7 separate regions of the Mus musculus genome follow, and all the other regions are linked to region 3. The links are chromatin contacts, called in public promoter capture Hi-C maps. All regions are on one chromosome and are shown on one strand. The core of a region is the stretch at or near the end of the contact, and the rest is flanking DNA. Distances in the headings are between cores, read along the strand shown.

Region 1 (3,736 bases), core at 371-2,870, 1.4 Mb before region 3:
GGCCAGCATGGATGCTAGGGAACAGTCTAGATGCCCAAGGAGGCCCCAGTCTTTAAGCTTCTGCTGAGCCTCTGGGTCTTGCTATTGAGAAAATCCACAGGCTCAACACAAGCTTAAAGGTTGGGGACTCCTTGGGCAGTCTAAAATACATTTTGTCCTGTATGTGAGCCTCATTGAGGTGAACCACAGACACTGAGACCCACGGTTACTCAACATCTAATGCACTGCAGAAGAGGGGCTTGAAACAGATCTCTTGGAGCCTGCCTGACATTACACACTGACTACACAAAGGCACACAGATGATAAACTACCCTTTGCAAGCAGCTGCTATAGTAACTTGAAGACTGCCTTTAGAGGAAACACAATGCTGAACTTTAACACAACCTACTGCTGTAGATCCCTAACTTTCCGAAGAGTCCCCTCTAAAAAGCTATCTGGCACTAATCTTGTCTGGCATGGTGCTTCCATAGGCTACCAGTGTCTAACAGACATCTGTTTCATCTTCAACTGGGAGCAGTTAGAGCCAGGAAGGCTTCAAGAACTAATTCCAAGACTTAACTAAAACTAAAAGGCTAACTATAGTACAACGTTCACTGAATGTAAGTAAACTTAACAAATGCCACTTGCTGGCAGGAGACAGTCATCCTGGACCTTCCCACTCAATCAACTGTTGCCCCAATAGAAAGTAGAAGCCAAGGAACTTGTCCCACAGTGACACTATTTTAAGTGACTACTGCTAAGTGTCAAGTCCCGGCCATGGGCTCCTAGCAGCTGGCTCCTCAGGCAAGGAGCCAGTCCTCTTATAATGGGATCTAGTTACTTCCAGCTTCTGGAGGAAACTAAAAGCTCATCCCAACAGCAGGCAAGCCCCAAGGCTAGAAAACCATGATCCCTTGCCTTTGCCTCTCCCAGTCTCTGTTCACTCTCGCCTTCACCTCCCTAGCACGTTGCAGAAATTAAATAAAGCTCGCTCAACAGCGGGGGCCAGATGCTCTTCTCTGAGCACTAGGTTTGTGATTGGAGGAGCGGAAGGCGCTGCCCAGGCCCGGAGGAGCGAAGGCTGGGAGCAGCGGGCTGCACGGCAGGGACTGGGGACCGGTCCAGGAAGAAGCGAAAATCTGGCGTCTAGGTAGAGATAGGAGTGTCGGGGCAACCAGAAGGCTGGGGACTGGGGCGGAGTCTGGGACATAAGTCTAGGTTTCTGGTTTTCAGAACGGAGGCAGAGGTGGAACTGGGTCGTAAGGAGCTCGGCCTTACATGTTTGAGGCAACTCTCCTTGAGCTTCTCCACCGATGTGTCCTCGGTCGCCTCCTCCAGCCACTCGGCGCCGTCGGCTGCGCAGATGTGCAGCCGAAGCACCTTGCCCGCGAAGATCTTCTCCTCCTGCACGAACATCGCGCCGCCGCCCGGGCCTGCACCCGCCGCCCGAACCAGTGAAGGTCACTGAGGCTGGCGGGAGGACCAGGGGCGGGGCCGGGCCGCCGTGCGCTCCTTCGCTGGCCGCCGCCGCCCCGCCCCGGCTCCTGTCAGCTCCGCCGCCCGTCACTGAAGGGGCAGGAGCTGTACCCTTGCTGCCACTGCCCGTGTCGCCGTAGCCGCCCGGAGCGCGCGGTCGCAGCCGCGCCGGAAGTGCGTAATGAGCGCCCGTGGGTATGCCGGGAAATGTGGTTTTTTTTTGGCAGGCATTCTGCTGTTGCCCACCCCACCCCCCGCACCCCCCGCCCGCACCGCGCCGGAAATAGGTAAAGTGCACCAAGGCACGCCGGGAGTTGTCGTTCCCAGGCAGGCTCACGGCCCCCTTACCAAAAATTAATGTGTGAGGTGGGTCAGATGCATACCGGGAGTTGTAGTTCTCCATATACCTCATTCCTTCAGCACCTCCCAGCCTTGTTACCTGATTTGCTGGTCTGTTGGAATTGAAAAGGGCTCCGGAGTCAAGTACACAAGATAATACGTCTGGGTCAGGGCACTAGAAATGTGTCACAGTTGTAAGTGCTTGTATGCCATGCACAAAGCCCTGGGTTTGCTCCTCGGCGCAGCATACGCCTGGCACAGGTTTATAATCCTGAACGTTTAGGCAGAACCAGAAGGTCAAACAGGTCATCCTTGACTACATAATGAGTTCAGAACCACTCTGGAATACAAGCCTGCATAAAACACATACAAATGCGCGTGCGTACACACACACACACACACACACACACACACACACACACACACACACACGCATGCGCGCACACACTCACACATACGGGATGGGGGGCCCTGGCTCGGTGGTTAGGATTACTTTCTACTCTTGCTGAGGATCCTGTGTTTCTCAGAACCCACAATGGTGCTTCAGAATTATCTTGAAGATCAGACACACTGTTGATACATATATGTAAGCACAATACTTACAAAATAAATCTTTTTAAGCTAAAAAAAAACAAATAAAAAATAAATAATATCATAATTATTAGTGATCCAGGAATGGTGGTGTGGAGGTAGGAGGAACAGTTCAAGTTCATAGTCATCTTTGACAAGATCCATGAGCTCTTGCCACAGATCTGTGTCTTGGCAGATGGTACAGAACTAAGCAATAAGGGTTGTGAGGAGTGGGTCTGAGGCCCCTCCAGCTGGTCTTCAAGTTCCCCAGGCCTCTCCCCAACAAACCCCTTGCTCTTTGTCCAAAGCCTAGGCTACTAAGCCCCAGTCTTCAGAGGCCTAATGTCCTCTTTCTCTTGGAAGCCTGTCATGGTGCCACCTAGGGCATAATAAGAATGTTTGCAAGTATTTCCACATAGCCCATTCAGCATCCTACCACTGGATATACTGAAAGAAGTACCCAGAGGGACACGGGACAAGTCCCTTCCATATGCTTGATCTGGCTCTCCAGGATTCCCAAGAGTGAAGTGAGCAGAAGGAATTGTGGAGACAGTGATCTTTGCAATGTGTGTATGAGGTCCCTTTGGAGCTGGAGACAACAGATCCTCTCCTCCAAAACCTCCAGGCTTCTATGTGAACACAGAGATACCCCTCAGAGCACTATGAGGAAGGATAGGCTGCCCAGCCTCCCAGGTCAGCCTTACTACAGAAGCCCGGCAGGCACAGCTCTGTGGGTGCTCATGCAGTATTCAAGGGAGAATGCATCTCCCTCTACTCACCAGCTGGGCTAAGGCAAGGAGCTTGCATGGAGACTCAGCTTCTGCCCATCTGGTGCCATTCTGTACCTTGTCCAGTTTCAGTCTCTGCTTCAGAGAACATGCTGTCCCCTCCCTGCCTGCCTATAGGAAGGCGCGTGCTCGTAGAGTACCTGCTGTTTATGCTGGGGATGCAACGGGGAGGGTTGAGTGAAGTTCCTTGGCTGGCAGATCCTGTTTTCCTGCGATGGGCCAGCCAGACAAGGCTCTGAAGACTCTTTTTTTCTTTTTAAAGATTTATTTATTTATTTATTTATTTATTTTATTTATTTATTATATGTAAGTACACTGTAGCTGTCTTCAGACACTCCAGAAGAGGGCGTCAGATCTCGTTACGGATGGTTTTGAGCCACCATGTGGTTGCTGGGATTTGAACTCAGGACCTTTGGAAGAGCAGTCAGTGCTCTTACCCGCTGAGTCATCTCACCAGCCCGAAGACTCTTAATTAAAGCAACAGAAATTAGTTTTAGCCACCCCAGAGGAAAAAAAGAAATGTACAGAGTGGTCCCTAGGGGCTCTCTCAGAATCTCCACTGGCCAAGAAGACTAGGTAAAAGT
Region 2 (3,825 bases), core at 143-2,642, 1.7 Mb after region 3:
GAACTGCAATGTGGCGCTAGAAAATTAACTCTGGGTCCTCTGGAAGATCAGTAAGTGTTCCTAACTGCTGAGCTCTCGCTCCAGCGTCAGACTTGTGTTTCTTACACTCAAGAGTAACTTAGCATTTATGTCCTTTCACGAATAAAGCATGGTATATTGCTGAAGTCTGAAATCTGGGTTACGAATTCTGCCAGGATCTGTATCATCAGGGACAAGGAACTGCGGGTAGTTTCTATCATTTCCCCTCATTTCTGAAAATTTCAGTTAGCTATCAAGAGTCTTGTTTAAAAAAAAACTATCATAAATGTGTTACTTTAAAAACCATGCATACATATAGTGCTTCTAGTTTGAAACCACTTTCTGCAACTTTGATTTTGATAGAAACCTTTGACGAAATGAAAAAAAAGGGGGGGGGGAGAAAATAACGGTCAGCTTCAACTGCCGCTTCCTGATTGGCTAAAGCCCCTCTAACGGTCATCTGCTGCCTTATAAACCACACCCCCTTTTCTGGAACGTTCCTTAGAGCTTTACCCTCGTGCTTCAGGCGCTGGCTTCTCATTCTGCGTTAAGGTTCTCCAGGGTAGGAAGGTCTCTGACCCACCTGCCACCTCTAAGAGCCTTGTTCTTTTCTGTGGCGTTGGCAATGGAACCCAGTGTTACAGTGTGACAGGTGAGTGCTCCTGAGTTACTTTCTTGCACACTTTCCTTTAAAAAAAAAAAAAAAAGGAAAAAAAAAAAAAGAAAAAGAAAGAATGTTAACTTTTAATTTTTGGTTAATTTAGGCCTCCAAATCGCTGACCTCCAGGTCTGGAGTTGAAACCTCATCACACCCTTTCCTTTTTAAAAAAAAGAATTATTTTAATTTTAAAATTTTGGTGAATGTAATGTAGGCCTCGAAATCGCTTTCTGTACGAGGCTGGCCTTTGGGCCTGGATGCGCTGGCTTTAAGCCTTCTGAGTACAGGGACCACAGGCTGCCGGGCTTGTAAAGTGATTTGTTTTTTTCCTAAATTCCGTTTTTGAGGAGGAGAGGTTTTGGGCCACCCAACTGTCCTTTGGGAAATCTGACATGACTGTGTTCCATTATCGGAGCCTGTTCTGGGTCGGAAACGGGCAGAGCCCTCGACTTGGGGCGCCCTTGCAGAATCACGCACACATTTTATTGTTTAGGTTTCGGACGGAAACGTGACAGACGTCGCGGACGTTGGGGAGCGGAAGAGCCCAAAGGGAACCAGCAGGTAAGCATCTCCCCGAAGAGGGTCGGGGAAGGGGCGGGGTGAGAAAGGGGGCGGGACGAGGAAAGGGGCGGGGACAGGCTCCTCGGCTAATTTACCGCTCCTTTGGACGGGAGTCCTTGATTGGTCGGACTTACCCCCCTCGTTCCGGAAGTGACGCCACTCAGCGGTCAGGCCGGTTGTTCCCCGCTGCTGCACTTTCCACCTCCCGTCCGCCCCCATGGTCCGCCCCCTTGGTGTACCACAACAAGCCGGCTCTGGCGGGGGCGGGCTGAGGGCGGGGTCCGCTCTCGCGGCAGCGGCGGGTTGGGCGTTGGGCGTCGCCTTGCCCTTCCGTCTGCTGTTCTAGCGGGGGGCATGGAGGTGGGTTAGCGCGCTGCAGCCGGGCCTAGCCGGGGTGAGACGCGCCGCGGACAAGCCGCGAGCGGGCGAACGAGCAGGAGAGGAGAGCGCGTGCGCGGTGAGGGGCGCGCGGCTTACTGCCGTTGGGAACTTGCGCGCGGCCTGCGGGAGCGGGCGCCTGCTGTGACCCTTCTGGAGAGCTGCGTTTGGTGAGAGCGGCGGCTTGCCGCTGCTACCAAGGGCGGGCAGCGCTTGGTGTTTCCTGCAAGCGAGGCCCGCCCCCGGATCTCTGCTGTTCTGGCATCAGCACCGCCGGCCCTGGGCAACGATGTACAGCGAGGACCCTTAGCTTCGGGGCGAGGGAGGCCTCCCGGGTAAGGATCCGACCCTCTGTCCTGGCGTCGCTTCCGCATGGGCACCCGGACGCCCTCCCCGCCGTACCAGGCGTTGCGGTGTGGACAGCCTCCCGTACGCCCACAGCGGATGTGATCAAGTGCCTATTTGGCCCCTGGAGGAGAACAGTCCCTAGGGAAGTTGGGGGGGGGGATCAGTGTTAAGCCGTTCCCCCCAGTAGTGTGTGGATCTAACCTGACCTAGGTAACTCATTAGATGACACAAGGCCCAGGTGAGATGCATAATGTAAGGGACATTTTATCAGTTTTTATTTTAATTTCAGAAATGTTCTTTTTGGGGGCCAAAGTGTGAATCTGTCTGAATGCAGAGCCACATCTCACAGATAAGCCCAGCAATCACAAAGAGCATCACTTCTCTGTAGGACCTTGGTCAAGGTAATTGTCTTATTAAACAATAACTTCTTTTTTAGTTATTTGATAAGTACTAGAGTTAAAAATGTGGCATAGATCCATACCTTGACATGCCCTCTTCTGGTGTGTCTGAAGATAGCTACACTGTACTCATATAAATAAAACAAATCTTTAATTTTTTTTTTAAAATAAGTCTAATGTGTGCAGTAACCTCTGGCAGCATTTTGTTAGGAATTTTTGGAGGTAGGTCAGGTGAGGCAGAGAGATTAGACTTAGTAATTCGGGCAAATGATGAAAGAATAGGAAGACTCAAGAAAGGAGGAGTGCTAGACTCAGATGCAGCAGAGGAGAGGGACAAGGTGATCCTGAGGTTACTGCTCTAGAGATGGAGTTGGTGTCAGCACTCTCAATGGAGCACTTAGTGAAATATTTATTTTTTTAATAATTTACTTTTTATGCATATTGGTGTTTTGCCTGCATGTGTCTGTGTGAGGGTGTCAGATCTCCTGGACTGGTCGTTACCGGGAATTGAACCTGGGACCTCTGGAAGAGCATCCTGTGCTTTTAACCCCTGAGGCATCTCTCCAGCCCATACCTTGTCCTCTAGGCTCCAGATGCCTATACTCCACTTTTTCTGCTGTTCTTCTGGTCATCTCATGGTACTGGCATCTCCAAAACACTGTTCCGCTGTAGCTAGGCTTCACCAATAGCCTCTCATAGGCTCTCTTCATGGTACCAAGCCTCAACTCCTTTGCATGACCCCTACTCTGCTACTGTGCTTCACCTCTGCCTTGCTTTCAGATTTGGGTTTAATCAGTTAAGATGGACCAACAGAGTATTTTGGCTGTGGAGGCAGTTTCTAGATGAAGTAGAAAGTCGTAAAGAGTAAGTCTTGAGTGTTAAATTTTCTGTAAGTGTCCCTTGTTCTTTTTAGCTACAGGTGCAGCATGAGCACATGCTGTTGGTGTACTCCAGGTGGGTCTTCCACCATTGATGTCCTAAAGCGCTATGCATCTAGCACTGGGTCAAGTGAATTTCAGACAGCTGATGAAGACCTCTGCTACTGCTTAGAGTGTGTGGCTGAGTACCACCGAGCCAGAGATGAGGTGCCGTTCTTGCACGAGGTAATTTGCAGTAGCTCTTAAACAGGAAGACAAAGTGGAGCTTACTGTCGGAAGGAAGCATTCAGGGAAATTTGATCCTAACTAAAGTGTTGAAATCTAGTCCCACTCCAGCACCTAGCACCCCAGTATATAACAGATGCTGTGACTACTTTGGGCTTGAATTGAAACTTAAAAGTGCAGTTTCATGATCTGTCAGTTGCAGTTATTTTGTTATAAATTTTTTTTTAGTTTTTCGAGACAGGGTTTCTCTGTGTAGCCCTGGCTGTCCTGGAACTCACTCTGTAGACCTGGCTGGCCTTGAACTCAGAAATCTGCCTGCCTCTGCCTCCTAAGTGCTGGGATTAAAGGTGTGCACCACCAC
Region 3 (3,952 bases), core at 426-2,925:
GGGCTGTTACACTGAGAAACCATATCTTGAAAAATAAAACAAAACAAAACAAAACAAAACAACAACAAAATGGTATTCTGTACTTTGGTTTTGTTTTGGGGCTGTCCATGGTGTCAATATTCTTTTTTCTTTTCTCTCTCTTATCTTTTTGAGATAAGGTCTTGCTAGGTAGCCTTGGTTGATCTGAAACTCATTGACTAGACTAAGCTGGCCTCAAACTCAGAGATCTGCCTGCCTCTGCCTCGAAAATTCCTGCCACCACCATCCCACCCTGCTCCTTTTCCAACACCCACTGATGTCAATATTCTTAACTGGCATCGGACTAAAGTGTGAAAATAGAACTTATGCAGAAAAATGATGGACACGGGGTCACAGTGTTTGGTCGGGTGTAATAGGAGTGTATGCTGAATTTTCCTGGGGCTTTAGGACAATTCAAATGAGCAGTATGTGGAATGGCGGAATTTCGCAGCTACTTTTGAAATGATGCATCCCACACCACATTAAATAAATTGAAAACAAATGTGCCCATCATCTGAGTGGGATGTCAATAATAACAGCAATAGGTCTGAGAAGGAAACTGCACAAAGAAAATAAGGACTGAAGACAAAGCTTAGCCTTAGAGCACTTGCCTAACATGCCCAAGGCCGTGGCGTCAAACTCCAGACCACAAAAGCTCCAACCCAAACATAAAATTAATCCCAGCACTGTGGGAAGCAGAGGCAGGTGGATTTCTGAGTTCGAGGCCAGCCTGGTCTACAAAGTGAGTTCCAGGGCAGCCAGGGCTATACAGAGAAACTCTGTCTCGAAAAAACAAAAAAAGAAAGAAAGAAAGAGAGAGACGGAGGGAGGGAGGGAGGGAGGGAGGGAGGGAGGGAGGGAGAGAGAGAGAGAGAGAGAGAGAGAGAGAGAGAGAGAGAGAGAGAGAGAAAGAAAGAAAGAAAGAAAGAAAGAAAGAAAGAAAGAAAGAAAGAAAGAAAGAAAGAAAGAAAGAAAGAAAACCTCAGAAACCATGTTAGGATCGAGAACTGGGAAGGTGCCTAATGCTAACTCCTAATCCCTCTTCAGCATCTCCTCCAGGTTTCCTAGCCGCTCCTCACCCTCCATGCTCCTCCTTACAATGCCCCCAAGCTCTTCTCCCCAGCTCTTAGCCCCATCTCCCTCCCAGTCCTGACTCCAGAGTGTCTTCCCCAGGCTCCTTTTCTATCCTGGCTTCTCCCTTTGTGTTTACCACCCCCTCCACTCTGCAATGCCCACTCTGCTTCCCCCAAACGCCTCTTCTTCCTCTGCCTCTTCAGGCTCCTCCTCTCAATCCTCATCCTCTCCTCCCTAGCTCTGTCTTCTCCTAGCATTCCTTTCATGCTCCCCCCTCCAGAGCCTCCCCATCTCCTAGATTCTTCCCCCACTACACACTCCCAAATTTCTCGGGATCCTCCTCTCTCTCCACTCTCTCCTTATCCTGGATCTCGCTCTGCCTCTTTCTCCGGCTCCTCCTCTCTTCAAGCTCCTCCCCTCTCCCTTTTCTCTGGATCTCCTCCTCCCCCTATTCTCTCCGCCCCCTAACCTAAGTTCTCTCCAAGCTCCCCCTCCCACTCCAGTCCTTCCCCTTTCCTTCCCCACCGCCCTCTGGACGCTCCTCCTCTCCCTCTAGGTCTTTGGCCCCGCCCACAGAATGATCGATGTGTCCGTCTGCAGGCTGGTCCTCGGTGCTCGGCTCGCCACGCCTGCGACGCTGCCATGGAGACGTAGCCGCGGCCTCCTGGCTCTGCCCGGGACCTGGATCCCTTGCGTCAGCAGGCCCACGCGTGTCCGCGAGCGCCGGTGGCAAAGTCTGCTTCGCTGGAGCATCCGGGCAAGCGGTGACTTTGCTGGCCGCTGGGGCGTAGGGCTCGCATCCTTCCTCCTTCCAGTAGCTCTCTACTCCATAGCTGAGGACCGCTTCTCTCACCAGCGGAGAGGAGACCCTGGGACCGCCAACCGTCTGTGGGTTATTAAGGGACCTGCGATTGTCCATCCGCCTCATCCTTCCGCTCAGCTCAGCTCAGCAAGCTGCATCCGTGAGTAACCTCGCTTGAACACTCTGGCCCATAGAGGCTGCTCCTGGTGGTGAGGCCCATGCTGGGCCTGTCCCCGACTCCCCTCCCCTTCCGACAGTTTCTTCCCTTTGTAGTGTCACCCTTGGTAAGAGTGGAAGACTGGCTAGAAGAAAGGACCTGAACCAACGCTTAGTCCACATCCCCATTGTGTTTTGAGCGGGGTGGACAGGCCAGCCCCTGCTGCAGACACCCTGGATACATCTCTTTGAGCTCAGCAGTATTGCAGCGGCAGTGGACACCTGATAAGCTTCCCAGGAGTGGTGTGGAGTCACTGTCAACACTAGAGCACTTTGTCTGGAATGGCTCTCACGTGGCTCCTGAATGGTCAGAGATGTGTCTTGGATTCTCCTGCCCTCCTGAGGATCTTGCCTATGGAAGGTCTAAGTTACCTACTTTCACTATTAAGTTGAACAAGGACTCCCAAACCCAACAGCCATCAAGGTTGTTGGCCAACTAGTTACAAAGCACAGCAGCCGGCTGTTCCTGGCCTAGGAGGAAAGCCAGGTGTGCAGGACGCTGGGCCTGTGGGATGAGTGGGCGAGTCCCGCTGGCAGAAAAGGCCCTGTCAGAATCCTATGCCCGCCTCCGGTACAGGGATACGTCCTTGCTCATTTGGCAACAAGAGCAGCAGAAGTTGGAGTCTGTACCACCTAGTACATACCTGAGCAGAAGCCGCAGCATGTGGTACTCCCAGTATGGAAATGAGGCCATCTTAGTTCGAGACAAAAACCAGCTTGGGGTCTCTAGGGACACTGGCCAGTCTAAGTTTTGCTCAATCATGTAATTCCAGGGAGAAGACCCTTGATGGCCATGAAGATCAAGCCGTGGTATAAAAACGCAACACCCAAGAATGTCATCCAACACTTTATTAGGGGCACAACAGGTACCTAGATGCTCCTCTCACTGCCCAAGCCCAGGAAATGCTTCCAAACAAAAGGGAAGCAAGAGAGACACACACCCCGACCCTCACCTGCTGTGAGCTGCTGCCTGATATAGAATGGATCAGGTCCAGGGTAAGGAGGTGACTCTTCTTGCAGGGTCCCAGATCTGTCAGCTCACTGCAGTGGCATGTGAAAGGGGGGCAGTGCTGGTAGTGACATTACTGCGTTGTGATAGCATCCACACTAGCCACCAGATGTGGCCTCTTATATAGGTGTGTCCTTAAGCAAAATGTGCCCCGAAGTGATTCCAAGCCTAATCGAGTGTGGGGAAAGTGGATTCTGATGGTGACGAATCGGATCCTCTCTTCTACCAGGCTGCGAAGGCACTCATTTAGAGGCTAGCACTTCCCCCCCCCCCCATGGCTATGCAAATGTGGGGATGCATTTTGTCAAAACTGAGCTTTCTAAATAAACATCTTAAAAACTCTTCCCTTTCTCATTTTTCTTGTGTAAAACCTTACTCAGCTTTCTAAAATAACAGTAATGGTGACAGTGGTTGCCGAGAGCCACTGTCCAAGGGTTTGCACGTCTCCTCACTCTGCACTGTGTTGTCAAACTGCTCCAGAGGCACCAACCCTCCCCGTGCACCTTGCTCTGCCCACTCATCAGGCAGATGACACCTGGCTTGTAATGTATGCAAAAGGCATGTCTCATCCATGGCTGTATTCACTGTACTCTGTATCTCTTTGCAGATGTGCACATTTGTGTTACAACTATCAGGATACGGTGCATCCCTCAAACACTTCATCCAGCCTGACTAGCTGGAGCCTCCTGAGGGGCCTAGGTCCTTAGGCTCAGTCCCAGCCAAAATCAAGGGTATGGGTTAGACTTCTGTAATACATTCCTGTAAATATAGAGGAAGCCCATAGATAGTATGGGTTGGTTGGCCTGACCTGGGGCATAACACTTAGAAACTGT
Region 4 (3,768 bases), core at 1,113-3,612, 1.5 Mb before region 3:
TCTGTCACACAGAAATACATGTAGTCAAAAAAAAAAAAAAAAACAATGCACATAAAATAAAAAATTGTGAAATATAAAAAATGAGCACACGCCTTTAATTCCAGCACTCAGGAGACAGAGGCAAATGGATCTCTGGGAGTTCAAAGTCAGACTGGTCTACATAGGAAACTCCATAGCAGATACTGTCTCATTAAAAAAAAGAAAGAAAAAAAAAAAAAAACCTGAATGCTAATAGCTTAGAGTAATGCCAAGCAAACAATAAGAAACATAAGGTGGGAGATGGGCAAAGTGTGGAGCTAGCAAAGAGAATGGCCAGTGGCCAGACACTCATTCGCTGCTCTAGGTAGGTAGCAGACACCTTTTCTCAATTGCACTTTTTTTGGGGGAGAAAGGGGGGTTCAAGACAGGGTTTCTCTGTGTTGCCTCCCGGGTGTTGGTATTAAAAGCTTGGGCAGCTACCACCCAACTTCTTCAATTGCACTTTTTTAAGTAAGGTAAAGCCCTGCACTGAATAGAAACAGTGACCAAGAATTATAACACTGAAAACTATAAAAGAATTTCTTCCTCACTGCTAGTTTTATACCACAGAAGTAAATTTAAAATAAAGCAGTTTATTTAATCCCAAGACTCACAAAACAGTTTGTTCTTATGACTAGTTGGAGGCCACTGTCACCGAGCACACCTGCTTAGCAAGTTTTCCAAAGTGGTCACCTAACCCTTTCCTGAAAGGGTTATCTCAGTAACCCAAGTCTTCAGGTAATGTTTTTGCCAGCACAAGGGTAATTTATGCTTCATTTATCATAGTTTTATGCCTAAAACAAGACACCTGCCCTGATACTAGAGCCTCCCAACCAACTCATTACCAGCACTATTTGGTCTGCAATGTTCCCAGAGCACCAAATCAGAGAATCCTAATCCTACTAAGCATATTAGGCTTCATAAACAAGGTTACCTTGCTCTTTACAACAGGAATTAACCAAAGGAGATGATGGTTTCTATACAATCTGTATTACACATAATGTATCTTTGGAGTATCCAATAACTTCTGTTCTGTTAAGTACCAAATTTCATAATATATAAACCAGATTGGCTGGAACTCTAGTTTGAGACTAAGTCTCAAACTATCCAGCCTTCTAGTCACCCTGATGCAGTAAGGAACAGCTAAGCAGTGGTTATTTAGGTAAGAGTCTTTCTTGGACTTAGAGGACCAGTCCAATTGCCAGAGAATAACACTGCACATGATAGGCACCCTCCACCCACCGAGACTCAGAGAGCATGGATGACACGCGAACACAGTCCCATGCCTGGACCGACCCTGGGCTACCTCAGCGCTCGCTCACCTGGGCCGCCGCCAGAACAGCAAGACTTGAACTGACACCACGCGAAGGCGCGCCTTGGCCCTGTCACCGGCCTCATTCTCAATCTTGGCTCTGTCTCCATTCCTTGTCCCTAGACCTTACAACCTCCTCCCGTGCGTCTCATCCCCCCAAGACCCGTCAGATCCCCTCTGGTCCCAACCTGCCCCGTCTGTCCAACGTCCGAAACTCTCTGCTCTCATCCCCCAGCATGTCAGTCCCTTTTCTGACCCCTCTGGTCTCATACCTGGTCGTTTCCGTCGGTCTCCCTCTGGTCCCATTCTGCGGCCGTCGCGTTCCCCTCTGGTCCCATCCCCCGTCGTAGTCCGACCCCAGTTCTGGTCCCATACCCCGGCTCCTATACCCGTCCGACACCTCCCGGTCGCATCCGAAACCAGTGCGTTCCCCGTCGGCTCCCCTCTAGTACCATCCTGGAACCGGATTCATTCCCCGTCCGTCTCCCTGTAATCCCATCCCCCGACCCCGGACCCCGCCGCGCCCGCCCACCTAGGCCATAGGCCTTCGCACAGATCCACTGCAGGTTGGCGGCGATCTTGGCCCGCGCCGCGTCGTAGCGGTCCAGCGGCACCAGGTCGGCGCCCTCCGGGGGCGCCTCCATCCTCCTCCAGCCTTCGGCGGCACAGCGACCGCCCGCGTCCACCATCTGCAGACAAAGGCCGCGGCAGCCCGGCCGCAACAAAGACGCCGCCGCCCTCCCGCGCCGCCCGCCCGGGCGCACGGCCCTTACTTCACGGCCGCCGCCGCCACCCAGGCTGCTGCATGCTGCGGGCGCCGAGCCGAGGCCGAGAAGGCGCCGAGCGGGCCGGGCAGGCGGCGGCGGGCAAGCGCCGGCCGAGGAAGGCGCGGGGCAGGCGCGGGGCAAGCGCGGTGCGAGCACGGGCCGGGGGCGGTGGCGGAGGCGCGTGCGCGGCCCAGGAGAAGCGGCAGCTGAGGCGGCGGCCAACGGGTGGGAGCTAACGCGCCGCCGCCGCGTCACGCAGGCGCACTTACCGCCCCCCGCAGCCCCACCTTTCTCCGCAAGCGCAGTAGGCACCGCCCGTAACACCGCCCGCTCGCCCCGCCCTCCTCCTGAAGGCTCCGTACCTGTCCCCTTCTTCAGATGCTCTGGGTACACCCTCAGCCCCGCCCCCAGCCCTGGTCCTGCAGAGTAGGCACGCCCCTCTAACCTAGCCCAGTCCGTGTCCTTAGTAGCTATGGACACACCCTCGGCCCCGCCTCTACTTCGTCCTCAAGGCTGCATACACGCTAGTCCATCCGGCCCCTCCCCGCCCACCCCCCGGCACAGTGGACACGCCCCTGTCCGGATCCCGCGCAGGCGCAGTATTCTCTTCTGAGGGCTAGCCTGTTTCCTAGCAACTTGAGAGACTAATCTCTGGCCTTGATTGAGCCTCAGTCCTGTGTGCAGAGACGTTCGCCTCTACCTCTGGCAAGGCCAGCTCTCTGAGAACTGAGCGCCCTTAGAGTCTGCACCGGTGCTGCATCTGTGGACTGAGATGCCAAGACGTCTCCGCCCGGACTGGCAGAAAGTGGGCGTCGCAGAGTGTGTGCGGCTCGAGAACTGCGCCTGAGATTAGCCCAGAGAAACAATCCCCGCAGCTCTCGGGAGTCCGGAGCAACCGCGAGCTCCGCCTCCTCCTCCTCCTCGGTGGGCACTATCAGATCTCTCAACCAGTTTTGGCATCTAAGGGAAATGGATGCCAGCCTAGGACCATCGTCGCGTGTGACCTGCATTTTAGTGCTTGAAAGGAGCAATAGTATATTTTTGAAAACTGGGTGCGGAAGGAGAAAGATGTCACTGAAGAGCGGACTGTGTGCGCACCAGCCCCTGGGAAGGCTCAGGAACCCTCCGGCCCGGGCGTGGGTGACCTTACTAACCATCATCTGCAAACTTCAAGGTGTTTAACTTCTGTCATTGCCAGAGCCGCCCTATGTATGAAGAAGGCAGTGTGTAGAGTGGATGTTGTACAGGTAGCTGTCCCTCAAGTCCAAGTGCATGTATGATGTAGTCAGAAAGAGCCGCGGATGAGCCTGGGCATGGTATCCCATGATTGTAATCCCTGCAGTGGGGAGACTGGAGGCAGGAGGATCTAGATGAAATTCAAGGCCGGCTTCAGCTACTGGAGATGAGACCCTGTCTCAAAAAACAAAACAAACAAAAAATGGATAGTGGCCTCATGTGGCAAGTATCTTGAACCCAGCACTTGGGAGGCAGAGGCAAGTGCATCTCAGTGACTTCAGAGCCACCCTGTTTCTAATCGAGTTCCAGGTCAGCCAAAACCACATAGTGAGACCCTGTTTAAAATAAAATGAAATAAAAATTGGTTAGGGCTGGGTACCCATGGAGAGACCGAAGAGAATGACATTTGGGCAGAAAGGAGTAAAAAGTGAGCCT
Region 5 (3,652 bases), core at 1,119-3,618, 1.6 Mb after region 3:
CCCTGCAAGGGCAAACAAGTGTTCTTGTTTTTCTTCTTCTTAGATTTATTTATTATTATAAATAAGTGCACTGTGGCTGTCTTCAGACGCACCAGAAGAGGGCATCAGATCTCATTATGGATGGTTGTGAGCCACTATGTGGTTGCTGAAATTTGAACACAGGACCTTCAGAAGAGCAGTCAGTACTCTTACCTGCTGAACCATCTTGCCAGCCCCAAACAAGTGTTCTTAACCAATAAGCTGTCTCTCCTGCTCCATGTCCATGGATTTTAATGTGGTACAGTAATGATGTCTATTATGCAGACATATGAAAAATAAGAATTCTTTTTAGAGGCTCAATGGTTATTGGTTGCTCTTCCAGAGGACCTGGGTTCAATTCCCAGTACCCACATGGCAGCTCACAACAACTGTCTATAGCTCCAATTCCAGGGGATCTGACACCTTCACAAACACACATGCAGGCAAAACACCAATGCACATTAAATTTATAAAATTTTGAAAAAGAAAGAATTCTTTCTGTGAAATGCTTTATTTTATTGTACTCATATGGGTTTTGGCCTACAGGAAAGTCTATGCCCCACATATATGCAGTATATGTGAGTTCACTGATCCATCTTCAGCACTAAATGCAAAAACACCCACTTCCACAAGGCCCTGAGTTCATCATGGAGCAAGACACACTGATAACCAATCTGAACTCTGAATGTCAAGGCTTTACCGACCAGCAGTGGACACTGTCAGTACCAAAGCAGACAGCGCAAACTTCCAGCTGCTCAGACAAGCCTGACTCGGTGTGTTTGCTTACAGTTTTTCCAGATTGCTTCACTATGTAACCCAAACCTGTGATCCTCCTGCCTCAGCATTACAAATGCTGGAATTACAGGCATTTGTTACTACAGCTGGCAAATTGTGCATTTTTTTAAAGATTTACTTTTTTTTTATTTAATTTTATTTTTTTTTAGGTATTTTCCTCAAGATTTACTTTTTTAATGTATATAAGTGTTTTGCCTGCACATGATATGCATGTCTACCATATGTATACACCCAGTGCCCGAGAGGTCAGAGGAGGGCATTGGAGCCCATCCCCTGGAACTGGACTTATGGACAGCTGTAAGCCACCTCATAGGTGCTGGGAACTGAACCTGGGTCCTCTGGAAAAGCAGTAAGTGCTCTTAACCACTAAACCATCTCTCCAGCCCATTTTAATCAAAGGTGCTTAGTAGCTCACACAGAGGAACCCACAGTAGTTTGAAGAAAAGAAGAATAGTAGAGGGGAAAGCATGGATTGGAACCCTGGACCAGATAGATCATCTTACCAAAAGCCTCAAATTTTCCCACTACAAGAAGGGACTGAGGGCTGGTGAAATGGCTCAGTGGGTAAGAGCACCCGACTGCTCTTCCGAAGGTCCGAAGTTCAAATCCCAGCAACCACATGGTGGCTCACAACCATCTGTAACATGACCTGACGCCCTCTTCTGGAGTGTCTGGAGACAGCTACAGTGTACTTACTTACATATAATAAATAAATAAATCTTTAAAAAAAAAGAAGGGACTGAGACAGTATTACCTAATACAGATACCCACAACATAGGATTGTTGTAAGAGTCAAGAAGACAGCTTTTAGGCTGCTATACGGCTCAGTTGGTAGAGTGCTTGTTCAGCATGCATCAGTCCCTGGCACAGCATAAAACCTGGTATGATGGTACCTGCCTGTTATCTCAGTACTGAAAGTAGAGGCAAAGGAATGAGAAGTCCATGGTGAGTTTGAAGGCACCCTAGGCTACATGAGACCCTGTCTCAAATAAACAAGAGAAAAGCTTTCAACTTTTATGATCACCACACAAAAATGTAACTGTTTTAACGTTCCAGTGGTATAGATATTAGCTCTAATTTGATGGCTCAATTACATTTTTCACTTTTTTTTTTCTTTTCGAGATGGGGTTTTTCTGTGTAGCCTTGACTGTCCTGGACCAGGCCTCAAACTCATAGATCTGCCTTGCCTCTACTAGGATTAAAGGCATGTGCCACCACTGCCTGGCTGCTTATAAGCTAAGTTTTGGCTTATTATTATTATTATTATTATTATTACTACTACTACTACTATGAGAGTCTCACTGTATAGACTGGCTTCAAATTCTCTTTGTAGATCAGGCTTGCTTCAAGCTCACATATACCTGCCTGTGCTTCTGGAGGGCTGGGATTTGCCTGGGTTGCTTAATTAGAAGGGCACTCTTTTTCTCTATCCTATACGTAGCGTCACGACCATAGATAGACAACTACGCATGCGTCCAATCCTTGCGCGCCTCCATGTTACTATGGCAGCCGGATGCGCAGCTGGCCGGAAGTCAGTACAGTATTTCCGCCTAACAACACTTCCGGGTTGGAAGACGAGCGCTACATTGTCGCTGGGTAGGTTGGATGAGCTTTCCTTGAGTTTCTGCGCCCCAAGTGTGGCGGGCGGCTGCGCTGGTGCCACGTTCCGAGTGAGGCTGCGGCCTGAGGCGGTTGTGCCTGTTCCTCGCCGCCGGGGGCAGTGGGGGCCTGGGAGCCAGGCCGCGGCCCGCGGGTTCCTTCTAGTCTGTTCCTCCGGTCGCCGGCCCGGGACAGAGCAGGGTCAGTCAGAAGCTAGGGTGGTGAGCGGAGGTTGCGCGGGGCCGGAAGTGGGGTTAGTGGGTTAGGCGCTTTTCCGCTCCGTAGTTGAAGCTGAGCGCTTCTCGAGAAACTGCCGGGCTGTTTGGGAAGTTTGTGCGGAAGGGACGGTGGGACCCAGTTTGGAGTCCGTGACTGTACCCTGATAAAGTGGCTTTCGCACCGAGGCTAGTCATCGGGCTTAACGGCATCGCGAGGCCGTTAGGAAATCGGAACACTTCCCAAGACAGAGGATGTCAAGAAATGAACTGCAAGGGCCAGACCTTGTTATGAGGACCTGAAGGCCCTGGAGGTCTGAAAGGATGTTGATTTTACACGAAGAATAACAGACAAAAGAGTTGAGGTTGAGGAGATGGCTTAGCAAGTAAAATACTTGCACAAACATAGGACCGGAGTTTAAACTTTTAGCTTCTCCACTTACACCCTTTTTCCTGCGCATTTAGTGAGGATAAATAATTAAGCTCTAATGCATAAATCCCTCTCGTTCCTCAAGATTGGGTAAGGGTGTGAAGAGATGGTTCAGCGGCTAAGAGCACTTGTTGCTTGTGTAGAAGACTTGGGCCTGGTTCCCAGCAGCCAGTTCTATATAGTAGGTTACACCCATTTATGACTTAAGTTCTAGGGACCTCCACGAGCACCCAGCAGACAGGAGGTGCATTCATACACACAAAATATAATCCTTTTTTTTTTTCTTAATTACAAACAAGGTTCAGGAAAAGTGGTTGTAATTAATTGTTACCGAAGTGACCTCAGCCCTTGGCAAAAATTTCTCTGGGGCCCAAAAAGAGCTCAACAGCTTTAAAAGACAAACAAAAGCCCCCAATAAAAGAGTAACTAAATGTGTTATCACAATAAGGATGTGGAGGAAAATAGGGACCCGACTCCTAATGATGACTCCTAGGAGGGTCAGGAACCAGGGGAGCTCTGGCAGTGGTGCTCAGGGAAGAGACTGATGGATGGCTAGCATATCCATTTCCGTTTTACAGTTTGGTCCTACGCCATT
Region 6 (3,786 bases), core at 700-3,199, 1.4 Mb after region 3:
CAGCACTACCAGTTTATATTTGAATCATTTCACTCAGATCTTAGGATCTTACATGACTCAGTCAGTCAAGCTGAATAATTAATTAAATCTGTGAGTCTGTAATCCCAGGCAAGATTATCAAGCTCAAGATGCTATTTAAAAGAGAAAAGGCCTGGCAGTGGTGGCACACGCCTTTAATCCCAGCACTTGGGAGGCAGAGGCAGGTGGATTTCTGAGTTGGGAGGCAGAGGCAGGTGGATTTCTGAGTTCAAGGCCAGCCTGGTCTACAGAGTGAGTTCCAGGACAGCCAGGGAAACCCTTTCTCGAAAAAACAAAAACCAAATAAAATAAAAAAAAAATAAATAAACATATTATCCAAATCAACAGTGTGTTTGAAATTTGAATCAAGTGTGCTAAAAAGAGCTCAGGCTACTCAAATGGTACCCGTGATTAATCACCTGGATTTGGAATGGCTGTCTAGAAGAGTATGGAAAAACTTTACTTTCAAATAAGCATACTGTTATACGTGTGTATAGCTTTATAGCACACCATGATATTAAGACTACATTATTTGTTCATGACCTGCCAAAGGATAAATAACCTCCTTGAGGGCAGGGGCTGTCTCTACTCTGATTTATCCCAGACTCCATTGGGCACCTACTCACTTGACACACACCCACTTTGACAGATTACCTACTGCATATACATACAGAAGGTATAAATAAAATAAAAGTAAGTTTTTACATTTATAGACTATGAAAAGGAACATCGCTCACTAAAGTAAACCATGTTTGAAAATGGTTACATTAATACAACAAAAATTAGAAACTCTACAGTTCAGGAGCAAACTTGGGTTATATGAAGTTGAAGGCAGTAAATTTATAGAGTTACAGAGACCTTGGACTTGGAAGTCTAAGCACCTGATGCTCTCCGAGGTTTTATTTTTCATCACACTTCCAGATTTAAGAGCTGTCTACCCAAGGAGACACAAGGACCGTTCACAATGAAACCGTCAAACAGGTAACGAAATAGATCAGTTTTTCTTCTCAAAGCAAAAGTGGCGCGAGAGGAGGGCGCTTGCATTACAGAATGAAAACACAAAGCCAGCCCAGGGCCTGGGGAGTTGGCCCCAGACAATAGGAGCAACGGTAGACAGGTCAGGGGTTGGGTCAGCTGCGGGGTGGAGTCACAAGAGTTCCAGAAATCCCGGGGCTAACGGCTCTAACTGTTCCATCCACCAGTAATGAAGGAATGGATAGCGGATCCTGGCTGGGGGGGCGGGGGTGTCTAGGAACAGTGAAGACGCTTGCACGACTTTTTAAAAGCTGCGGCGAGGCTAGCCCCTTCATTAAGAGTTGGATGCACATGGAATCCTAGAGCCGGGTGCAGGCCAGCTTCCCTTGGGATCCGTGGCGCGTCCGCGGGAGAAGCGGTGGAGGCGACTTACCTTGAGGAGGCAGCTGTTGAGAGGTGCGGGTACCGAGGTGCGGTGGATCACCAGATCCTGGCCTGGGTTGTGCACATCGCAGATAAGCTCCAGCACGGCGACGCTGCGAGCCGTGGACACAGACACGCGGTGGTCCTCAGACCAGGAGAGCGGCTCTAACCCGCTCACCGCGTATTGCAGCTTCACGGCAGGCTCCCGCCGAGTCACCATGAGGCGAAACGAGGCGCTGGGCCCGGGGGCCGCGTCGGCAGCCGCCTCCTTCCCGCCCCCTTCGTCCTTCTCCTCTGCGGGCGGCGAGGGCTCGTCGGCCTTGGGCCCCACCAGGGCCTGGTCCGCCTCGCTCATCTTACTAGGAGCGAGGAGGTCGGGTTACCGGCACACTGAACGCTCGCCACCTTGCCCCGGCCTCTCCCAGCGCCCTCCGCGCCCGTTCACTCCCCGCAGGCCCCGAGCGCCACCGAGCCAGAAAGGACCCCGTCGTTGCTAGGCAACGCCACCCTGCTAGATGGCCGTGGAGCTGCCTGTCTGGAAAGTGCGCTCCGGTAGGGCTGACCCGAGGCGCGCCTGCAGACACGCGGAGAAGGTGGGCGCTTCAGAGAGTCCCTTTCCTAGACACTGGGTGCTAGGTCCGACTAAGAGCCCACGGGAGAGTGAGCCTCCGTGGGTGACTGAAAAGCTGAGAAGACCAGCGTGGTGGCTAAAGGAGACCCTGCTGGGTGGGCGGCGCTCGGCCTCTTCCGGTTTCGGAGGCGTGTGAGGCCTCTTGTCTCCCGCCGGTGCGTGCCGTCCCGGCTCCCGGACCCGGAAGGGGCGGCGGCGGACCGGCGATAGTTGCGAAGATCCTCCCTCTCCACGTGCTACCTGGGCTCCCTGCTGGTTCCGCGGCTCCGCACTTGGGCTTTGGCTACTGTCTGCAGCACTTTGCCTGACCGGCCTTCCAGGACGTGCTTCGGACGCACTCAGGTCCAGATGAAGCGGGTGAGTGCAACCCCAGCCCGGGAGGTGCCACAGTGATCAGGTCCGGTCGAGTTCTTTAAGATGTCCAGAGGGGCTGCCGGGCTGCTCTCGGAAACACGTGAACGAGCGGGGAACCCCGCCTTGGGAGCAAGAGACCGGCGGGCTCCTGAGATTGTCTGAGAACTTAGGTTAGAATTGCAGGCTGTAGTAACTAGTCAAGTTCTTGAGACTAGCTGGGGGGAGGGGGGGACGGGACGGGGGACTAGTCAGCATAAGGATTGGAGGCTGGGTGTATCCAAGCTGGAAAATAATGCCTGAGACATGAGGTCTTAACTGTCGGGAGCCAGGTCTTCTGCTGGCAGGAAGGGTCACTTCTGTTAGGAATGGAGACTGGACTCGGTTCTTTGAGCTTTTAAACGGGACGTTTTCATCCACGTATCCGTTCCCTCGAGAGGAGAAAAGTGACTCTTACAGCAAAAAGATGGTTTTAGGGTTGCTGGTTTATCTTCTTGAAAGTGGGAAGATGTGATAGGAGGCTTCATCCCCCTCACCCAAAAGATAATAATGAAATACAAATTGCCCAGCCAGTTTCAGGTCAACCAATGCTTTTAAACTCCTTTGACTAACACACCCACTGCCTAGTTGCACCTTGGTAGAAGGAAGGAGGGACCTTATTAAGCTTAGAAGGTGATGAGTAAGGACTCTTCAGCAAGCCATTGGTATAGTTGAAACTATGTGGGAGGAGAAATACAGACAACCCTCCGGATAGTGGAGGAGAGGGCATAGGATTTACTGTAGGGTAGACCTGGGCTGGTATAGATGTCAGCTTTGGAATACAGTAGTCTATGTGACTTGGGGGGAGTTAGTCTCTCCTATCCATAAATAGGAACACGAATTTGTTTTATAGAAGATTGTTATGAGACTCCAATGGGATACCTGCAATAACTGCATATTGTCTGGTCCTTAGAGGCAGTTGCTATGTGCCAGTAATAGAAATAAAATCAATTGTGTTTCCTTTGAGGAAGTAGACAGCTGCCTTAGGTCAGCAGCATTGAATCAGGCTTGTGGCATATGCCCAGCCCTGTAGCAGGAACATGCATCTTGCTTACCCAGTTATGCAAGGCTTTTGAGTTCCATCCTCAACTATACAAAAAGAAGAAGAAAAAGAAATTCAAAATTTAATTGAGTGAACAGATTTTATCGTTACTTCAACTGTTGTTTCAAAAGTGATTAAGAGATAATGCAGGCTGGGTGTGGTGGCACATGCCTTTAATCCCAGCACCGAGGAGGTAGAAGCCATTGAATCTCTGAGTTTGAGACCATAATGAGTTCCAGGACAACTAGAACCACATAGTGAGGACTTCTCTCAAAAGGAAAAAAAAAAAAAAAAAAAGGGGGAGGGG
Region 7 (4,007 bases), core at 24-2,523, 1.2 Mb before region 3:
CCCAGGCACGGACAGCGCCTCGGCCAAGAAGCCCACAGCAGGGACACGGGGACACCCGCTTCCTACAAAAGCCGTCGCCACCGTCAAGCCTCCCAGTGAAGCCACCCTCGATCTCCTCTTGCTTACGTGGCATGGTGAACTCCAGTCTCAGTACAGTTTCCTACACAGAGTTGGAGGGCCCAGTGGAGCCTCGGGAGCCAACAGTGCTCTAGCAAGCCTCACAGAACTCTCTCTGGAGCCTAGCTTACCAAGCTTTCCTCCCTCCCTTTCTCATCCCCCCTCCCATCTCTTCCTCCCAGCTCCTGCGGGTAACCCATCCCATAAACCATTGGAAAATAAATAAATAAATAAATAAATAAATAAATAAGCAAGTAGGCCATATCCGATACCCCCAGTCTGCATAGAATCCTTTTCCCACTTGCTTCGACAGACCTTCTGCCAGCCTAACTTCCTCTTTTCCTATCCTGTTATACTCTCAGCTTGAAAACGGAGAGCGCTTTTATTCCCCAGAACCAAAGCCCTGCAAAAAGACTGGTACGATCAAGAAACTGGGGGCCCGGACAAGTTCCACTTTTCCCTGTAATCGCGTCTTGACCACCAGCCTAGTGGTAAACTGCCGGTGCAGACACTAAGACTCGACTCAGGGGAGATGAGTTCAGCATGACCCAGACCTGATCTCGCTGAAAATGGGGGGAAAGGAACTGAGTGAAGGCAGTTCCTAAGGAGAAACTCCTGCTCCCTGATTCCTGAGTCCTGAAACATCTTCACATGCTCCCTCCAGCTCAGGGGCCTCAGCCAGCTCAGAGCTGCAAAAGGTCTCCTAAACCGTTCCTGGATCACCAAGGGCTCCCAAAGCCAGGACAACACAGCACCAGGAGGGCCACACACTTTGGAGGTTTGAGATGCCTTTGCTTAGCCATGTCAGAGCCCCTCAGACACACCCTTGTCCAGATACCTTGGCTTCTGCTGGCCTCCGCACAAGGGCCAGAAAAAGCCGAGGACATCTGGGCCTGTTCAGTGCAGCCTCTCCGTCGGGCACCCACCTCGGCGCAGGTCAGCCCTTCGCGCCAACAACGCCAGCAGCAGGTCTCCGCCCGCGGATTCCCGGGACGGGTCCAGCTCCCCGCGAGCTTCCATGGGGCCAGGTGCCTGGTGCTGCCGCCCTCCGACCCTGAACTTCCCCTGGGTCTGGCGAGGCCACCGTTGCAGGGACTCCGAGCTGGCGTCGGAGCGACTCGTGTCGCTGCTGGGCGCTGTGCCCACGGGAGGCCTCTGGGCGCCAAGCCTCGGGCCCGCGGAGGGCGGAGCGGTGGGGGGCGGGGCCGCGGGGCGGGGCTGGGCCGGGGGTCGCAGAGACGCTCCCGGGGCCACTGGAGGCCACTGGAGACTGTGCACCTTTCAGCCGGAACCGAGGTGCCTAGAAGCCGTCTGGCTTGCACTTCCCGAGGACGGAGACAGCGCAGTAACCACTCAAGGCTTCCTACAGATGCTCGCCCCTGCCCCAAGCAAGTTCGCTAAGCCTCCCGGAAGGCTGAGGTCCCGAGGGAAGCGGCAGGGAGGGAACTGCGTTCTCTTTGCTCACGTTTAGACTCTGAACCGGAGCTGGACAGCATTGAGACCACACCTGGTCAGCAGAAGGGCAACCTGATAGCCATCGCGAGGGAACGTGGTGGCAAAGAAGCCACAGTAGAGCTACGAGGAGCTCGATTTGAAGGTCCCCCAACTCTGACACTCTGGACCCCACCACTAGAAGTGCCTCCTGGAGCCAGTACAGCGAGAAGGAACGATTCTTAGGACCTCAGATCCGGTGTCCTCTGCGGGAACACACCAAGACTCTAGGCCAGAAAAGGGTTGAGCTGCGGAAGCCCTGAGATCTACCCTTACTTCCCCACCCCAATTCCTTAGAACAATCCCTGCACCTGGATTTCCACATCTCATCCCCATTCGAACAGGTGAGCCCACCAGAACCCATCATCCTATCCTTGCATGAGCCCTCACTGAGGGCTCCTACTACCCAGCCAGGAGACAGCGCCAGACCTATGCAGTTCCTGGTAGGAACTAGAATCCAGCAGGGTATAGTGCCCTGGTAACAATTAGGGACACCCTAGAAGTGTTTGCAGAATCAGCAGGTTGCTGCCACCCTCCTGGTTCCTCTTCTTGTCCTGTTCTGCCTCCATCCCTAGGACTGTGACCGATCAGACCCCAGAATGGGAAGGATGAATGAAAGAACGCAAGATTCTCCACTTGGTCCCAGCACAGCTGCTGCCTCGGAAAGAGCCCTGTGCCTGCAGCCGTCCCTTCATGTTGCTCTGTACTTGTTATTCCGAGGTCAGGGAACACTAGCTTGGAGTGAAATGGGTGCTGGGTGAGCTGAGATGTGAGCCATTGAGTGTCAGCTGCTGCAGAGGGCAGTGGGGCGGGGGCCATGTATGGCTAGACTAGGGAAGGGGCGGCTCCACACTGTTGGGCATCTGGCTTGCCGCCAACAATGCCTCCATTATTTCCCAACGTCCGTGGCAGTGAAATGGCCCTTGGGGAATCAGAGTTCAAGCGGGAGACTTGGCCTGGGGATTCTTGCTGCAAGCCAAAGCAGTTCTGGAAGCTGTGGGACATTCAATCTCTAGGACCAGCCCCAGGCCTTTCTGGTCACTGTTGACCCTGTAGCTTTCCTGTTCTCCTGCCTGCTGTCACCTTGTACTTTTTTTCTCCGCAGTCACTCCCTCCTGGTCACCCCTCTGCATTCTGTCTCTTCTCTTTTTCCTGCCTGGCATGGAGACTTGTAGGTTGCAATGGCTCTTACCTGGAGTCCTGCTGAAGGTACAGAGGGCAGAAGCTCCAGGGGCACCGGGCCTCTCTCGGTGGCAATCGAGTTCTGCTTCTAGCAGCATGGCAGTCACTAATCCAGTGGTTCGTGCGGGGTGTTCCTGGAAGTGCTGGACCTCTTTCAGGCCTTGGCCCACTCGCTGGGCTGGCGCTGTCCGCGGTGCTGAAGGAGGCACCAGCGTGCTGGGGACCTTCACAAGCCTGCCCCGCCCCTCCTCTGTCCCCGCCCTTGGCCCCTTCCAGGCCTGGGCAGGCGGAGTCAGGCTGGCGTCACTCTAGGGCTGGGTCTGACTAGTTTATAATTCGAGGTAGCCTTTTCTCTGGACCTTCCTTTACCTGTTACAGAGTAGCATAGTGGCTCCAACTTGCTGTCGTGGGCTCTGGGCCTTGGCTAGAGGTGCCACGTTCATAGTACTCAGGTTTGGGAGCCTCTGAGCTGTTAGCCTGGGACTGCACTCCTCACCCACTCCGTGGAATAGATTCTGGGTCCAAAGGCCTTTTGCTTGCAGGCACAGGTCAGAAGCCTCCAACTACGAACTCAACCACCTGCATCCAGTACTCTGAAGGCAGATTTTAGTCCCTTTTCTCCAACCCCTATTTCCAGAAAAGGCTCATGCATGCAAACCCACCAGCTACTGAAGAGCTGAAGGGTCCTGAGCAGAAGTTCCCAGGTGCCTGCAGGGCAATCTGCCCCAGGCTGGGCACAGATGGGAGGGAAATTTGGTGAGAGGCTCAACAGCTTTCTAGTTGACTGGCTGGTCCTCCCAGGCTCTGTGGGTTCAGAGACAATCTGAGGATGCAGGTCTCAGCATAGTCCATTCTCTCTTCACTATCTGCCTGACCTTTAGGCTGTCTTCCCGAATGCCTCTAGTTTATTTATACAAAAAATTCTTAGAACTTCAGAGTTGTGTCTGCAAACTAGATGGGAGAAAAGGGTTTGGAGAATTCCCTGAATCCAGCTTTACATAAAGCTGCTCACATTTCAAAAAACTGAAACAACTTTACTAAATGTCAAATTTCTTTATTCTTACAATGTGCACATTAGAGTTTACTTAAATACAAAATGTACCCCTTAAGAAATTTCATTGACATTTTCATGCCAATTGCTTTTTACTCAAAATCTTTGCATTAAAAAATAAATAAACATTTAAATTACTGAACTATTCTAGATATTAATCTTAATA

The links. Promoter capture Hi-C pulls out the DNA fragments that hold promoters and counts their contacts.
Region 1: a promoter capture Hi-C map of liver shows a contact between it and region 3, with 5 times the contacts expected there. The contact joins the promoter of Ubac1 here to the promoter of Brd3os in region 3. A contact is called at or near these places in 4 of 39 promoter capture datasets (hippocampal neurons, liver and pre-B cells).
Region 2: a promoter capture Hi-C map of liver shows a contact between it and region 3, with 4 times the contacts expected there. The contact joins the promoter of Setx here to the promoter of Brd3os in region 3. A contact is called at or near these places in 1 of 39 promoter capture datasets (liver) and 1 of 115 datasets of contacts at active chromatin or transcription factors (large pre-B cells).
Region 4: a promoter capture Hi-C map of liver shows a contact between it and region 3, with 5 times the contacts expected there. The contact joins the promoter of Camsap1 here to the promoter of Brd3os in region 3. A contact is called at or near these places in 4 of 39 promoter capture datasets (hippocampal neurons, liver and pre-B cells).
Region 5: a contact with region 3 is called in a promoter capture Hi-C map of liver, with 4 times the contacts expected there. The contact joins the promoter of Ttf1 here to the promoter of Brd3os in region 3. A contact is called at or near these places in 4 of 39 promoter capture datasets (hippocampal neurons, liver and neutrophils).
Region 6: a contact with region 3 is called in a promoter capture Hi-C map of hematopoietic stem and progenitor cells, with 3 times the contacts expected there. The contact joins the promoter of Ddx31 here to the promoter of Brd3os in region 3. A contact is called at or near these places in 8 of 39 promoter capture datasets (embryonic stem cells, fetal liver, hematopoietic stem and progenitor cells and 4 more).
Region 7: a promoter capture Hi-C map of stem cell-derived epiblast-like cells shows a contact between it and region 3, with 4 times the contacts expected there. The contact joins the promoter of Lhx3 here to the promoter of Brd3os in region 3. A contact is called at or near these places in 6 of 39 promoter capture datasets (embryonic stem cells, hippocampal neurons, liver and 2 more) and 1 of 9 other capture datasets (liver).

What each region holds. Positions count from the first base shown.
Region 1 is chr2:26,020,140-26,023,875 of GRCm38.p6, forward strand. It overlaps Ubac1 (ubiquitin associated domain containing 1), which reads right to left and starts at 1,621. Exons shown (of 10, transcript NM_133835.2): 1 at 1,258-1,621. The coding sequence starts at 1,395.
Region 2 is chr2:29,123,600-29,127,424 of GRCm38.p6, forward strand. Setx (senataxin) reads left to right here and starts at 1,393. Exons shown (of 26, transcript NM_198033.2): 1 at 1,393-1,950; 2 at 2,253-2,364; 3 at 3,275-3,464. The coding sequence starts at 3,288.
Region 3 is chr2:27,440,761-27,444,712 of GRCm38.p6, forward strand. It overlaps Brd3os (bromodomain containing 3, opposite strand), which reads left to right and starts at 1,676. Exons shown (of 2, transcript NM_001360791.1): 1 at 1,676-2,054; 2 at 2,168-3,461. The coding sequence starts at 2,623. The coding sequence ends at 2,877.
Region 4 is chr2:25,980,920-25,984,687 of GRCm38.p6, forward strand. Camsap1 (calmodulin regulated spectrin-associated protein 1) reads right to left here and starts at 2,363. Exons shown (of 18, transcript NM_001372499.1): 1 at 1,863-2,363. The coding sequence starts at 2,019.
Region 5 is chr2:29,057,895-29,061,546 of GRCm38.p6, forward strand. Ttf1 (transcription termination factor, RNA polymerase I) reads left to right here and starts at 2,369. Exons shown (of 12, transcript NM_009442.2): 1 at 2,369-2,409.
Region 6 is chr2:28,838,457-28,842,242 of GRCm38.p6, forward strand. It overlaps Ddx31 (DEAD/H box helicase 31), which reads left to right and starts at 1,950. Exons shown (of 20, transcript NM_001033294.3): 1 at 1,950-2,404. The coding sequence starts at 2,396. Gtf3c4 (general transcription factor IIIC, polypeptide 4) reads right to left here and starts at 1,904. Exons shown (of 5, transcript NM_172977.3): 1 at 1,427-1,904. The coding sequence starts at 1,771.
Region 7 is chr2:26,205,302-26,209,308 of GRCm38.p6, forward strand. It overlaps Lhx3 (LIM homeobox protein 3), which reads right to left and starts at 1,274. Exons shown (of 6, transcript NM_001039653.2): 1 at 1,044-1,274. The coding sequence starts at 1,137. It overlaps Qsox2 (quiescin Q6 sulfhydryl oxidase 2), which reads right to left. Exons shown (of 12, transcript NM_001302956.1): 12 at 3,823-4,007.